2 separate regions of the Bombyx mori genome follow, and region 2 is linked to region 1. The links are chromatin contacts, called in public Hi-C maps. All regions are on one chromosome and are shown on one strand. The core of a region is the stretch at or near the end of the contact, and the rest is flanking DNA. Distances in the headings are between cores, read along the strand shown.

Region 1 (5,182 bases), core at 776-3,275:
GCAACTTTTCCTCACTGTTAGAAGGCCCAGTCGAAGATTCATGACGAGGTGTTAATAGGAATGTATGTCAAATATTAGAATACTTAGTCTAAATTAGACTAAGTTAAAGAGAATGGTACAAATGTATAAAATCAAACCCGCAAAATTATAATTTGCGTAATTAGTGGTGGTAGGACCTCTTTGGAGTCCGCAAGGGTAGGTACCACCACCCCGCATATTTCCGCCGTGAAGCAGTAATGCGTTTCGATTTGAAGGGTAGGGTAGCCGTTGTAATTATACTGAGACCTTAGAACTTATATCTCGAGGTGGGTGGCGCACTTACGTTGTAGATGTCTATGGGCTCCAGTAATCACTTAACACCAGGTGGGCTGTGAGCTCGTCCATCCATCTAAGCAATCAAAAAATAGAGTGGTCAATCTATCGTCATGTGGGACTCGTAGAGGGGAAAACAGAGAGCGGGTATAATAATGAGTGAATGACGTGTGTGGAAATTATGTTTGATTCGGAAAAACTAAGATTGTTTTAATCTTTTTTGTACTGTCAAAATGTTGGAATATGTACATAACTAAATTAATGTCTTGATAATCTCAACACCATATCACTAACTCACTTTATACAAGCCTATTTTATCAAGTATCAAAGAAAAATAAATTTACAGTAATACCTTACTACTCATGTTTCTAAAATATCTAAAACGTGTTAAATTTTAAAATCCGAACACCAGAATCGTACTAATTCATGCATTCTTAAATCAAGAAAAAATTTCACCACATGACAGCAAATAAACATTCAGCTAATTATGCGCTGTTCAGTTTTAATTTGAAACCGGCTTTTTTCGCATTGACGTCAGAGCAAGCTACATACATAACATTCTCGTCGTGTATCTTGGCCATAAAAAGTAATCTTTACAGCTAAAATCACATAACCGGTCACAGTCGATATTATACTAATAGCGATAATATTTACAAACATAGGAATCTCAATCTATTCTAGAAGATAACTAATTAGTGATTTAGTTTGAAATCAAATCAAATCAAATCAAAAAAGTTTTATTGAACATAAATGAAAGTACATACTTGTTGAACGTCAAAAGAACTACCGTCAATTCACAAGAATTAGCCTCCGTCCTGAGAAGAATTGGCAAGAAACTCAGCGGGCATGTCTTTTTTTTTATATATTTTTTTTTTTTTTTTTTATATTTGATTTTTTTAAATATTCATTTTTACAATAAGTAATTATAACATAACAATTTTATAGGTACAATATTGAAATGCCCGGAGCGAGCAACTCATTCCCACTTTGTGCAATCTTCTAGATAATCATTGACTTTATAGTAAGTAAGCTTTATTGCACAGATGTTCTTTAATAGTTTTCTTAAACTTATGTATATGTAGGTTCTGAACATTTTGTGGGATTTTGTTGTACAGGCGCACAGACAAGTTAAAGCTTATCTTTTACCATTTGGATGATTGAGCACATATTTCTCACACTTCGATCCTTATGATTTATAATCTTCCCCCTCTAACGTCTAATTTTGATAACCAAACACTTATCGCGTTAACAGTGCTAGGAGACAGGGATTGTAGACATCTTGACCCAGAAATCAACTGCTTAAGAAGTCTGTTCTTGTTCTTATCAGGGCATTTAATTCGTATGCGATAATATGTCTAGACTTTTTCATGCAGATCTGCAAGAGCGTCATCAGCTAAGTTCATTTGCGAAGGCAACTAAAAATAGAAGTTTTAGATTCAATTAATTTGCCTTACCAAATTGCATTTTAACTCAAATTGAATTTTTGACTGTACACTGTCATACACGAACCTAAAATATTAATATGAAAGTAACAATTGCAATAAGGTGCAAATTCATAAACTACTTCACTATAAGTCCACTTAACGCTAATGTGTACAGTACAATGTACAGAACCATAATATTAATGTTTGCAAGAAACAATAAACAGATAATACATTGCGAATTGTGTCAACTACATCGTTTTCCCACGAGTGTCGTGTTGACTCAGTGCGCTTCATGGAGAAAGTGCATTGAGTTGACGTCAAAGGTTTCACATTACGTACTCTCTGGTATATCTACTTGTATTATACGATTCACACATGGGTACTGTGATTAATAAAGCCATTGTTGTTGCTATATGCTCGATGTGTGGATGTGAATATAATTACTACACTGCAGATACTAGCCGATATTTGATTTTTGCATTGGACCGTTAAGATATAATTGTATCCGCATCTTAGACTTTGTTGATTATTTAGCAATTCGGTACGTTATAGCTAAGGAATCTACCTATATTTAAATAGGAGAAGACAAAACACTTGTCAAACGACTTTTTTAAGAGCTGTTGACGATCTTAAGATTTATCAATTAACAAAAAGGGAATAGTGATTGAGATTTTTAATGTAATGATTTTTAATGTTGAGTTGTCAGTGATTATGGTAAAATTTTGATTATTAACTTAGTTACAAATCTTTTGGGTTTCGTTGCAAAAAAAACATGTATCAATATGTCTACCTGTGTATCACTGACATTTTATTTAGCCTAAATATCGGTACATATGGTGTATGGAAAGTATGAAAAAATATTTCCTAGAGGTGATACATAGCTCCTCCCGACTCGGCCAGGCGGGCTTAGACCTAGTAAGGTATCCCTGGACACCAGCGACATCGGCTAGGTGGCCTGCCGGGCTTCTGTATCGAGATGGCCGACGTCAGAGCCTTCGTCATTTGCCTTGAAGATTCCGTCAGTCGGGCGTCCTTGGAGAGAGCTGTGTGTCTGGTTGCAGTGTTGACTGCGGTGACCCTGTTACGCCGCCCGGGTTCTGACCTCGGGGGAGATCGGACGCTTAGTACAAAGGAATCGTTTAGTAGGTATAACCCTAAATACAATCCTTGGCCTCGCGGTCCCCTCCGAACATCTGCGGACCGTCCAGTCCAGTCCGTCCAGTTTGGCCCGCGACCCAAAAAAAGAGGCGATATACTGCATGTAACTGGGCGATGAAAAAAAACCTAACCAGTGGAGTGCTACTTATCATCCTCCTTGCGTCGTGTTTCTCAGTGCTGAGGATCGTGACCTTTACGGGGCACTGCTGTTTAGACTACTTATCATAAAGATAAGTAAACACGCCACATTAAATGGACTCAAGTTAGAATTATCTCTTAGGTTAAACAGGAGTTTTATTTTTAGTATTACCGATGTTACTTACAAATGTTTAAAGGTTACGTTTAGAAAATGTTTATTCTTGATGTCCGCAATATGTTCATTAAATGACTGATGTGTGTCTCTCTGCCTTACCTACGAAAACCTGTAGTCACAATTATATAACAATAGTCCAATTTGCCGCGATCCTGCAGAGCTATACTCAGTTACACTTGACATATCATAGGTTTCTTAAGCTCAGTTTTTTGAATCTATACTAATATTATAAAGAGGAAAGATTTGTTTGTTTGTTTGTTTCGAATAGGCTCCGAAACTACTGGACCTATTTGAAAAATTCTTTTTACATTAGAAGCCGACATTGTCCCTGATGAACACAGGCTACTTTTTTGATTATTTTTTTTATTTTTTTTTTTGGTTTCATGTGTGTTTTAATGTTTCCGAAGCGAAGCGAGGGCGGGTCGCTAGTAGTCTATAAATCTAGTTTACAACAGTTTTAAACATACGGTATACAGTCAAGAGAAAATAGAGTTTGTACTTCTGCACCTCTCTGCTTCTGTTTATGTTACGAAGTAATGAAATTGAGAATAGCAGTATACCCTACGTCCTGTGCCAAAAAAAAATTTTTTTAAAATATATTTTTTTAAATATATTTTTTCCTTTATTATTATTTTACTAAATTACGGAAGACTGTAAAACATTCGAAGTTTCGAATTACGAAATGACTTAACTACGTACGAGATTAAACTGTAAAACTGACTTTTTAACAGTTTTGTGTAGCTTTCGAAAATCTAAGATACCTACACAAATACACTATTGTCCTCGGTATTCTGATTTGTTTATTAAGAGAGAGAGAACTGAAATGGTGTTGTCACAGACGATTTTCATAACAAATCGTAATTCCTTATTGCACATAAAACCATAATCAGCTTACATTGTCTTACCCAAGTCTGTGTTTAGAATATTAAAAGAAAACCAACACAAAAGATGTAACATGTAACAATATCTTATATGTACTTCAATCATTACGGAACATCACGTATTTTTCATCATTAAATGCTTCCTTCTTGGCAGTGAACCACGGTAATAACTTCGACGGAAATGCCATTAACAATGAAAATTATCATTATAAATAAAACTGCTAATGAATGAAAATCGTAAACTCGTTGAGTTCATATCATTTTTTCATATCATTCAGATATCGTTCATATTATTAGATAGAAAGAAAACATAGTGGACAAGTTCTGTCATCTTCGTCAACTGATCAACGAAAACTCACGATTCAACTACTTCCTGCTTGAAAAAAATGTACTGCACCGCTGATTCACGGATACATTAAAAACGATGGTGATTAAGCTACGTGGGCCAGTGGGTTTTCATCAAAGTTGATACGCTGAAAATGAATCACTTATTATTCGGTTCAACTTCAAAATTCAAGCTTACAATTAAAAACCTAACTATCTTCGCTATTTATGTTATCAGAAGTACGTATCAAGTATTCTTGTTCTATTAAGATTTTGAAATATTAAGTGACGTTTCCCAAGCTGAAAAGGCAGTTATGTGGAATTTTAACACTAGCGACTGCGATACGCAAAATTAGTTTATTACTTTGATCAATATATTATTATGTAGATAGGAATGGTTGTATTTGATGTATTTACCAGATGCTGTGTTGATTGCGTAATGAGTTATTGTTGCGTATGCGGGCAATTGGTTTGCAAGCTCGTCACGTTTCTTTGCGTCGGAAAATGATCAACCCTAGATGTGCACGTAACGCAGGCCAAAGGAATGACGTTAATTCGTACTCTAAGAGAATTACAATATGTCGATTAATTATCATTTACATATATTTATTGAGTACGAGTGATTTATATCTCAGGTTAAGTTAAATGTGTAACAGAACCAAATCTGAAATGTTATTTACAAATAAAAAAATACTTGTAGGCGAACTGATAGGATCTTATGAGTATGTACATTCATTTAAATGTTTTTCATAATTTTCGCCATTGAAATG
Region 2 (5,182 bases), core at 1,785-4,284, 46 kb after region 1:
CTTAATTGGATTGGACTGTTGAAAAGCGTTACTACGATACAATAAGGCCAGGGCCTGGTAAAACTAGAAAGGCCTTCGGGCCACCGGTAATCCTTCCTTCCTATAAATAAAAGGCTTCAGAAAGCCCAACCTAGTTTATGTATTGTAGCATCTAATTCAATTTACAATTGGCCAAATTATATTGATAGCAAATCTACGTCGTGTATGGTTTTGGCGCCACATTACACATGGGCCACAAGGCATCCGACGGACCAGATGGGTTCATTTGGGTCGTTAGCCGAACACGTCACCGGCCTTCATCAGACGGTGCGTCACCACGCCCATGTAATCAGTCGTCCTGTATGGCACGCTTAAATATGATCGGGCACATTTAATCACAGTTTTTTACGTGTATATTTTGTGACACTATGACATTTGGTCTGATATCTAATGTGGGTAACATTGGATATCGAAACGAATGCGTGCCTTTCAAATTCAATATTTGTTATAACTAATATTCGTGGGAAGCCTCAATGCCTAGATTCACTTTAGAAATTTTCTTTTAATAACACTAAAGCTCGCTTATAACTAGCTACACAAAAAAAGAAAAGAAGATCGGTTGACAAACAATGGAAAAATGGTACTAAAGTGCTTCGTATTTAACTATACTTTTTTAAGTAGATGGGTGAACGTGCTCTCCGCCCACTTTTTTATTTATTGCATGGACGGGTGGACGAGCTCACAGCCCACCTGGTGTTAAGTGGTTACCGGAGCCCATAGACATCTACAACGTAAATGCTGCCATGAAGTCGTCGCGTCCTAAAGGATAAGAAGACATTCGGTGCATTCGTATCTTGCGATACATCGGTGTTCCAATCCCGCTGGCGGGTGGGTACCAATTATTTTAATGCAATACGTACTTAGCAAATGTTCACGATTGACTTCCACGGTGAAGGAATAACATCGTGTAATCTATATATATAAAAATGAATTGCTGTTCGTTAGTCTTGCTAAAACTCGAGAACGGCTGGACCGATTTTTCTAATTTTTGTCTTGAATTGGAAGTCCAGAGAAGGTTTCATAGGTAGATATATATGAAAATGCTTGGAATTAAATAAAAGTGCTCCAAAAAGCAAGTGCACTTGATGTAAAGTGATTGCTGGAGCCCAGAGATTTTATAGTGAGGTCGAAGTCTCCATTTTATCCCAAGATCTGCTTCGTAATAACTACATCCTATTGTGACTATGAAATAGGATGAAACGAAATTAGTTATGTACTGAATGTATGAATAATGTGTTTACATATTTGTTAGTTGGCATCGCGAATAAATTAAAGTAAAATCTATCCTGTCTACGATTATCCTGCATTTTGAGATTTTACTTAAACCTTGAAAAATAGGTCAGAATAACGGTAATTTTAATGAACGAAAGACGTGATAATAAATTCATAGCAAAAGGCTAAAGGCTGTAGTTTGACGTAACTATTTTAATAACCTTCAAATTAAGACCAATAGTGATACATGCACAATATCATGATATTCGAATTTTTACTCTAGATTTATAAAGGTAAGGTATATGAACCCATCAATCTGATTTGAGTCTGAACATAAATGAACAAGATAAAAATAAAAAATGAATAATTTGGGGGTTTAAAAAAATCCAATATTGATCTATATACGAGAAAAAAAAACAAGCAGTATGTCAGCAATATACATAAAAAATATGACTGATCGCAGTCAAGGTTTCCTCCGGCAGTTCCGACAAGCTAGTGAAGAAATAAATTGGTAAATTTCTAATTAAAGGATATGAGGACAAATTTCAAAGTCGAGTAGATCAAACTTCAAAATACATCACATTACATAAAATATTATGACGTTGGAAAACCAATAAACGTTATCACAAAGTATAAGCAGATCTTTATAGACGTAATGTTTCTGCGTCACATGCGTATGTACGAATGTCTTATAGTAATCGGTATATCTTATAGTATTTGCGCAAACTGTATTCTGCGTTAAACAGTTTTGAAGACGTCTTGAAATTTCAAAGTAAAATTCCACCAAATATTGGGGTTATCGTCCATAGGTTTTAAAAAGAATAAATCGTTTTGTTTCCACTCTTTTATTTAAATTTTGCCCTTTTGAAGGTGTTCAAAATGTGCCATTGAAATGCTGTTGTGGTTAAATTATATTCCTTTTCATGGCCGTAGATGGGCAGCCGAGCTCATGGTCCACCTGATGATACCTGTTATGGGGAGCTCATACTCATCATGTCGTTGTTGTCGCCCCTCACTTTGAAACATGGGTTAAAGTCTGATTGGCACTAGGATAACGGCTATCTTTCAAACCAAAGCTCAAAGCATTAATTTATAATATTGCTTAATTAAATTGCGGCTCATTTACCTATTAAGTTGGAATACATTTTTGCAACACGGCGGAGATAAAGTATGCGGAGATAGCAATCTGGAACCCACAACATATCCTTCCAGTATCATTAATTTGGGTACCGTTGAAAAAATTCAATTAATTCCATTGTGCGAATGTTGTCTTACTTTTCTGTGAGTACATAGAGAGAGAGGACAGAGTGAGACTTATCAATCTTATCTTAAGAAGTTAAGGATTCACCGTGCGCCTACTGGGTACATTGTGTTGCTCTGAGAGGAACTTGGAATTATAGGAATTTGGACTTGTGACCTTGGTGTAGGTTTAAGAGGTCCGTGTCAATGACCATTACGTACATTCTCCATTATCTGCATTCTTCTGCCAACCTAACCAAATTCGATAGGAACCTACTAGTGCGGAGTAGTGCGGTTTTAGTTCTCGACAAGAATAAAAAGTTAAACACATATGTAATATGAAAGTAAAAAAATCTATTATTTTTTTTGGAAAGAATTACAGCTATTTTCCTTGTTGTTCCAAAACTTTATTGTGTTTCTGTTTCTCTTAAATATATTTTAGTTTAATATAAACATACAAAAAAACTCCGTAATGAGGGCAGTGAAATTATAATGAACATGATTACGTGTTCTGTAAGCTTTAAAGCAAACATAGATTACGCTACTGGCTTATGTAACGCTAGTATGAGAAGGACAAAACAAGTGCACGTGCTGTTGAACGAACGAGGTTAATAAACCGACTTGTATTTACGAATCCCCTTGAATTTTCTGGAGGATGTTTTAGAATAACAATTTTTAGATATTTTTTCACAATGAGATTACGCACCTTTTTTGTCAATATGAAACTTGGATGTACAGTTGAAACAAAAAGTAAAAACTTTTTTGTTTTAAATATTATACTTGCTTTCTTGTTTATTATTAGTTTACTAAATGTAGTTGTTTAGCAGGCAATTACCTGCAATGGCAGTCTCATGTTAAGGGTGTCTGCAGATTTTTAATAATGATCCTTTACAATGGAAAACAAAATTGTTTAAATCTTCTGCATTGAGGTTGGCCATGGCATGTGAATAAATTTGTAATGCAGACATCCAATAAACATAAGAGAAATATAATTAAAAATATTTAGTTGAAAAATAAAACGAATATAGTTTTGAAGTAAATATTTCCTTAAAATATGTTCACACTGTAAGGAAACTAACTGTTCGCAGTAATAAACGACAAATAGTAATTATGAGATATCACTGAGAGTCATGTGGCATTACTAGATTCCCTTAGTTTTATCACTAGCTGCACTGATAGACATTTGTCATTAACAAATTTATTGGTGATGGTTTTACGAATTTTACCAATTTACATGTAACCAATATTGTTAATGTATCTTTACCTAAAACACTGTTTGTACTTTTATGTACTTTTGAAAAACAGCCATCAGTTTATCTCAAGTGATGCGCTTATTAACAAACAGACTTTTTAAGCATGCACAAATACCTTTGTTAGATGTTTGCACGTTTCTTTAAATTGAAATAAATATTTAATTTTAATAATATCAAAAATTTTGTTGCACCTGCATTAAGTTCGAGATTGTAAACAGTTTGCATCGTAACGTAATGGTAATATGAGTATTCGAATACATTTACGAACCATCGCTTGTGCACTACGCGTGTACGTGTTCTATGGAAAAAAATCTAGATAAATATTAATAGGCAACGTCTCGATAAATTTAAAAAAGTTTCGACACTTTTGTATAATGTAACTTGTGACGTGAGTGGTAGCCTTGCCGAGATGCGCCCTATTTCGTAACCTTTGTTTCACAAAGCCGTGGAACAATGAAAGTCACTATGCCAACGACTTTGCTTCGACCTCATTATCAATTAAAATAAATAAAATATTTATAATTTAAGACATGCTCATTCTTTATATTTTCGAATGGAAATTTACCATTACAATGATAAGAGTTTTAAAAGCACTATGTTAAAATATTGTAATCTAAGGTTCGTTGAAAGAACGTGCATTACTTATATAAGAATACATTATTAAAATCACGTATTGTGTTAGATAGTATTTAGATAACATTTTCATGTTCATAGTATTTGTATTGGAGAAGAGGCATTCATACAGCTACTGTAATTAAAAAAATTAAAAAGTAGCTGAAAGTAATTTTAAATGAAAGTCATGCATATTTTTAGTCTGGTTTATTGATAAAGTAATTGGGTTAAGATCCAGCGTTTATTTTAAGCTAATAAGTCTATTTCTACGTCGCTTTACCGTGATTGTGGTCGTAATGTTTTCAGTGACCATTTTTAGAACCGGACGCCACTCCTGGCTTCCGAATGCGCGTCTGATAGTTACGTGCAGAGAGCAATCCATGGTAGCGTTGACTTGGTCAGTCCAAATTCTGACCTTTTTTTTTTCCGGCCTGGGTGCCGAACCTCCTACGAGGTCCCCGCGCCTAGGGCGCGCGCGGTGTTTGTGGGACTTGACCATCTGCAAGGCGTTGGAAGCAGACCGCGGGCCCAAGGAATTTTAAGGCCCTACCCACTAAACGACTCCCCTGCACTCTTACACCCGACGTCCGATCTCCGTCCGGGGTCAAAACCCGGTCAGAGTAGCGGGGTTCCCGCAGTCAACACTACAACCAGACACGTGGCGCCACCCCGAGGACGCCTGACCGACGGGTCGTCGAGGCGATGGTCGACGACCAACGACGTCGGTCTCCGCGGTACGGCGGCCCTACCAGGCCACCCGGGCGATGCCGCTGGTGTTCCGAGATACCCCGCTGAGCTAGAACCAGCCTGCCGGGTCGGAACGCGAT

What was found. A called contact is a pair of places that touch in the nucleus more often than the background predicts.
Region 2: a contact with region 1 is called in a Hi-C map of midgut, with 1.8 times the contacts expected there. The contact joins two enhancer-like sites. A contact is called at or near these places in 3 of 7 Hi-C or Micro-C datasets (midgut and whole pupa).

Annotation. Positions count from the first base shown.
Region 1 is chr10:7,274,421-7,279,602 of ASM3026992v2, forward strand. All of the region lies in intron 3 of LOC105842530 (inositol-trisphosphate 3-kinase homolog), which reads left to right. The region is part of intron 2 of LOC134199508 (a long non-coding RNA gene); the gene reads right to left. Among protein-coding and RNA genes, the nearest start is that of LOC134199508, 19 kb to the right of the region's middle. Within about 2 kb of position 2,026, at least 6 of the 8 cell types and tissues checked have open chromatin away from gene starts, as enhancers often do.
Region 2 is chr10:7,319,202-7,324,383 of ASM3026992v2, forward strand. All of the region lies in intron 3 of LOC105842530 (inositol-trisphosphate 3-kinase homolog), which reads left to right. Among protein-coding and RNA genes, the nearest start is that of Ncd, 22 kb to the right of the region's middle. Within about 2 kb of position 3,035, at least 3 of the 8 cell types and tissues checked have open chromatin away from gene starts, as enhancers often do.